2 separate regions of the Mus musculus genome follow, and region 1 is linked to region 2. The links are chromatin contacts, called in public HiChIP or PLAC-seq maps. All regions are on one chromosome and are shown on one strand. Each heading gives the region's core, a stretch centred on a gene start, on an enhancer-like site or on the middle of the called end of the contact. The rest is flanking DNA. Distances are from core to core; before and after follow the strand shown. Region 1 overlaps Ankrd44 (ankyrin repeat domain 44). Region 2 holds the start of Ankrd44 (ankyrin repeat domain 44).

Evidence for each region. HiChIP or PLAC-seq counts read pairs in DNA pulled down with a chosen protein or histone mark.
Region 1: an H3K4me3 HiChIP or PLAC-seq map of embryonic forebrain shows a contact between it and region 2, with 3 times the contacts expected there. The contact joins the enhancer-like site here to the promoter of Ankrd44 in region 2. A contact is called at or near these places in 8 of 39 promoter capture datasets (the C10 cell line, the HPC-7 cell line, cranial neural crest and 4 more), 3 of 484 Hi-C or Micro-C datasets (bone marrow-derived macrophages, cerebral cortex and nephron progenitors), 6 of 115 datasets of contacts at active chromatin or transcription factors (the HPC-7 cell line, embryonic forebrain, embryonic limb bud and 3 more) and 4 of 9 other capture datasets (adipose tissue, embryonic stem cells, liver and 1 more).

What each region holds. Positions count from the first base shown.
Region 1 is chr1:54,706,009-54,708,708 of GRCm38.p6, forward strand. The region is part of intron 16 of Ankrd44 (ankyrin repeat domain 44); the gene reads right to left. All of the region lies in intron 1 of 4930444A19Rik (a long non-coding RNA gene), which reads left to right. Among named protein-coding and RNA genes, the nearest start is that of 4930444A19Rik, 26 kb to the left of the region's middle. Within about 2 kb of position 1,368, at least 23 of the 459 cell types and tissues checked have an H3K27ac peak or open chromatin away from gene starts, as enhancers often do. A contact at or near this core is called in embryonic forebrain and pancreatic islet, where this site is marked.
Region 2 is chr1:54,924,971-54,927,670 of GRCm38.p6, forward strand. Ankrd44 (ankyrin repeat domain 44) reads right to left here and starts at 1,417. Exons shown (of 28, transcript NM_001081433.3): 1 at 1,170-1,417. The coding sequence starts at 1,196.

The sequences.
Region 1 (2,700 bases), core at 118-2,617, 220 kb before region 2:
TGTCAATTTTTTCAGTACAAGTTTTCATTTAAAGTGTTTTTTTTTCCTCTATGTTGTATGGAAATATTTTTCTTTTTAAAGATAAGCTTTTGAGAACTAAAGAGATGGCACAGTTGTTAAGGCTGTGTACTATTATTTCAGAGGACTTGAGTCCAATCCCAGGACTCAAGGCAAGTGGCTCACAACCACGTATCATTCCAACTCTGGGGATCCGGCATCATCTTTTGATCTTCATGGGTATCTGAGCTTGTGTGAACGTGCTCTTATATACAGAAGAACACATAAGCACACAACTAAAATATGAAATCTTTTTTAAAAACTATAACATCTACTCCCTGTCCACACTAATGCAAGCACTTAGTAGTTCTTTTATCTAATCTTTTGTATTGTTTCATATAGAACTAGCAAGTATTACAGAAGCTGCTGTTGCAATAGAGTAACTCACTCACTTGTTTCCTGTATCACTATCAAATTAATACACTAAATCCATCAAGATGGGGCAGGGTCTAACTCTGATGAGTGATACTTCATACAACGTGTGTTCTTAATAAATTCACAGTGACATTGACCCTACATCTTCAGGAGCCACTCTAGGTAACAGTGGCTTTCTGTCAAAAGTCAAACAAACAAAAATCTTTTTTTTTTTTAAGTGCTATCTGGTAATACTCTTGGATTGCAGTTACTGTACACACTAAAAACAACCTTCTCTGCTACACATGTGACACCAATACAGTCCTCACATATTTATGTAAATCTGGCTCAAAGTTATCAAAGGAAACTCACTAACGGGTTGGGAGACTCAGAGTCTCCCCCTGCAGGAGACTGCGAATCATTGCAGTTCTTTGAAATGCTCTGTAAATTAAAACCTCTTGAAGTGGAGAAGGGCTACATTCCATAGAAAATAAAATAGGTAATGATAAGCGATTTCAATGAGAAAGTGTAGATACAGTGCCATTTTTCCTGACCATTCACCTCCCAGAGCATTATTAATTCAATGATAAACATGTGAATGCTGTCTATAAGAGCTTCACTCCTTAGGCACCTCACATAAACATGAGGGCTCGTGGAACACAAGCATCTGGGCTGATGTGAAAGACAGCAGGGTCTTCACCTCTCCCCCACCATCCCTGTCTATCAACACAAGCACTCTTTAGAAAGCTCAATTAGCTGGAGTCGTGCATGCACTGTGTGACACTTGATTGCAGTAAGTGACAGTCACCTTGAAAGGGTGACAGGTGGTCAGCTCTAAAATATTCAGGGCCGTGGGTTACATTTGATTGACTCCACTCGCTGAGCAGGTACAGCTCTTTGTGTTTCACTAGGAAACAGGATGGCTGTGTTGTGTTTCCATGGTGATTTCTGAGAGCAACGTTCAAGCATAAAAGTTACTCTTTTAATCAGCAGTCGTTTTCATCTGGATGGTATTCCCATGTTACCCTGAATCATCACTGTGTTAATTTACTTTCTGCCTCAGGTCAGGGTGCAATTCATTTGCTTTGAGCAATGGAGGTTTTTATCTGAGGGGTAGGAGAGATGCGGAAGCTCAGAGGCATGGCGATATAATTAAAAAAACAGAACAAAAATAAAGAAGACAACTGACTTGAAAGCAAAATTATTAACTATAAAGTAAAATGTAAAAAACAGGAGATGGTGACGGCATCCCACTTCAGAAAGACTTCTAGCTTGCTTGCTCCTAGCCCCCACCAAGTCTATGTGCCAGCAATACACATGTCCTTTAGATGCCATCTCTTAATGTTCGATGACAGTATAAATTTTCTGCTGTAAACATCAATACATCCATTGAGTCTGTCCCAGGCCATAAAATACACAGCTTTAATGAAAATTTCTACTGATACAATTAAGGCTAATTTTGTTGGGACTCAAAAGCTCTGGCCAAAGACCACAAAGACTGTGTCTGCGTATGTCTGCCTAATGAGTAGTAAAAGAATCAGCACAGATTCAAGTAAGTGGCAAGAAAGCTGTTATTATCCTAAGCAAAGTCAAAGCAGATGGGAGAGACTTGACACGCATATTCAGATACGTGCCTGCCTCACATCAGATCTTTTATGAATGGCTGATCCCAGATGGTGGTGCCGTCAGAAGCATGAGTTTAATACGGCATCTAGTTTCTTTTTGCTCCAGCATATCGTGTCATTTCCAACTGCTTCACTTAGTGGGCAAAGCAGATATCATCAAAATCAAAGACGCCATTACTAGCCAGGTTCTCTGATATCTTATAAATCAAGTACTCCTTGATTTAGCCAAGCAAGCTCAGACACCCCCACCTGTCCTCATTCAGTCCATTTCCAGTTTCATGTTGCTACCCCACGGTCACACAAATGGTGACAAGACTAATGGTGACAGGGAGAGATGCTTAGCAAACACACTACCCTATGAGAGTCAGCAAGCATCTCTTTAACCATGACACTCCCACAGCACTGCTCCTGCACCTCTGGAACTCCTGATTGATTCTAGATAATGACTTGAAAAAAAAATAGTAACAGAAATACAGAATCCCAGTAAGATAATTTACTTTATCTTAATAACTTTCACAGTTATTTCTTACATGCTGGTTCCCATTGCTAGGTAGTAAGATCGCAGGTACAGCATTCTTTTAGCTTTTAGATATTCATAGGTATGGCGCAGTGTGCAGAAGATGGGGTATCTTTAAGTTACAGACGACGAATACACACCAATTGC
Region 2 (2,700 bases), core at 167-2,666:
AGGTTCACACAATTAACAGCTGCTCTCCCTGCTAAATTTAACAGAGTTTTTAACTCAGTGACTTCTGAACCAAGGCGGGGAGGGGAAGAAAGCGGGGCTGTAAATACTTAAGGAAAGCAAGCTGAAGTAAATTTAATCTAAAGGGGCAAAACAAACCATTGTGGCTCACTACCGCAAAGGTTGCATTTAAGTTGCAGAATATTCTGGCTGAATTCTAACTAGCAAGACGCCAGATGCAACCTATTAAGAAGTTGGAGGTGCTTAATAGAGGGGACTGGCCTGTTTGACACCATGTATCAAAGTCAAGATCGCCTCTTCGCTTACCAGGCCCCCAAAACAATGTTCATTTCAGTGTAGATGCATAAACCGGGACGTTTCCCCCCTTTTCATGTAAAGAATTGTGAGGTTTTGTTTTGTTTTGTTTTGTGTTTCAGGCAATTTAGTTGGACTTCCCGTGTGTGTCAATGTCCAGACCTGTAGCAAAGACTGTCAATCGGATTCAATAAATAATTTCATGGCTTCAAGCTGAACTCTGGGGCTGCCGGGTGTGATGTCTCCGTCAAAAAAGCAACAAAGCTGAGGGGCACCAGCGCCTGCGAGCTCAGCCTGGGACCTGACTCCATCTCCTATTCGGAGACCTGGGCCGAGAGCTCGCGTCTCTCTGCACCCTCAATCCCACATCCCACACCCAGCCCCTGGGCAACTAAAGAGGAAGTCGGGGTGTCCTATCCAACCGATGAAGATAGCCTATTGCACGGGAGCGGGGATCCCGGCCAGTCTCTTGCCTGACGCGGGAGAGGTCTGGGGAAGCGGGGCTGCGAGGCTGAGATCCTCTCTCCCGCCGTCCACCTTCCTCCTCCTGAGCCCACGGGCAGCCTTCCCCCGAGCACCCCCAGGCTGACTGCTCCTGAGTGCACGACGCAGTCCGAGGCTCCCCTCTCCCGGTGCGGCTGCGACCCGCGTTCCCCGCGTCCGGCGGCCACTCCCGCATCTCGCCGACCCTCTCCGGCCGCGAACGCGCACTTGCGACGGCCCAGGGCGGAGACTGCGCGGGAGCCGAGCCCCGCGGCAGGCCGTGCACGCTCAAAGGCTGCGCGTAAACAGCCCGGGGCGCGCTCCGCTCGCTCGGCGCCCGCCGCGCCCCCTTCTCCGCTCCCCGCCGCCCCTACCTGCTCGCAGAGTTTGAGCACTGCCATTCTTCCTTTCCCGCGCGCGCGCACATACAGCTCTCCGCTCCGCAGATGTCAACGCCGGGAGCCCGGGGACGCGGAAGGGACGGCCCGGGAAAGCTCCAGGAGCTGGGCTCGCGAAGGTGACAGCCCCGCCACTGCTCGGCCGCCGCCGCCTGCCTCTCAGAGCCCAGCCCCGGCTCGCGGGAGTCGCAGCCCGGCCCGCCCGCCTTTATACAGGAAGTGCCGGCCGCTGCCAGCCGGGCCGCCACTGACATCACCGCGCGCTGCCTCGCGCCGCCCGGGCCGACGCTGCCTCCTGCCGCCCGCGGCGGCTCCTCGCAGCCCTCGGCCCCGGCGCCCTCCCACACCTGCACCCCGCTCCGCCAGGAGCCAGCCGAAAGGGGAGGGGGCCTGACGCTGACCCTCCCCAGCAATCCCACCCACGCGCACGCCACCGATGGGCAATCCCTCGCCGACACACCCCAGGGGTCCAGAAAGCTTGCTACTCACAGGCCACCAACTTTCACCCTGCAGACTGTGTCACACCCCCTTTCCCTAAACCTCTTCCCTAATCAGATTGCTCCGGCGCTCCGAATTTCTGCCACCTAGGCGCTGGGCTGACAGTCTCTTTGTTTAATATAAGGAGGCCATGGATGCGTTGTTGAGTCCAGGGTTTCTCTAAACATATAGCGGTGGGAACGGGAGCTGTGACCCTCCGGTCACCTCCTAGTTAAACCACACACTACCCTAACTTGGTAGCCTAGGCTTGGGACTGAAGGTGAAACTGAGTAGGAAAAAAAGAGTCCTACTAAATTACTGCATTAAATAAGTCCTAGCTGATTTATTCCTACAAGAGTAAGTTGCATGCTGCCCACTTTCCACCCTACACACACAGAAGACAGCTGTCCGACAGATTAGGCTTCTAATACAGAGGTAGCAATCCGTAGTAAGTGTTGGTATTTCTGCGATCTGGAAAAGCACTTATAAATTCCGGCAGTGACTGGGCATGGAGAGAAATGGAGCATAAGCAGGTAAGATATTCTGCTGGCTAGTTTTTACCTCTACTTGACACGGGCTACAGTCATTTGAGAAGAGGGAGCCTCAGGTTTGTTTGTTTGTTTGTTTGTTTGTTTGTTTGTTTTTTAAAAAGGCTCCCACCAGATTGACCCGTGAGCAAGCTGGTAGGGGCATTAAGAAAATTAATTAAGAAAAACTGATGATTAATGTGGTCGGGGTCAGCTCTCTGTGAGTTGTGTCACCCTGGGTAGGGGTAATCTTGGGTGTATAATAAAGCAGACTGAGCAAGCCATGAGCACCAAGCCAGTAAGCAGCACTTCTTCCTGGCATGTGCTTCAGTTCCTGCTTCCAGGTTCCTGCCTTGCGTTACTGCCCTGTCTTCCTTCAGTGATGAACTGTGATGTGGAAGCGGAAGTACAAACAAATTCTTTCTTCCTCAAGTTGTTTTTGGTCACTTTTCCTTTTTTTGTCACACTAGAGCCCGTAAGTAAGACAGGTGCCTACTCTCAAA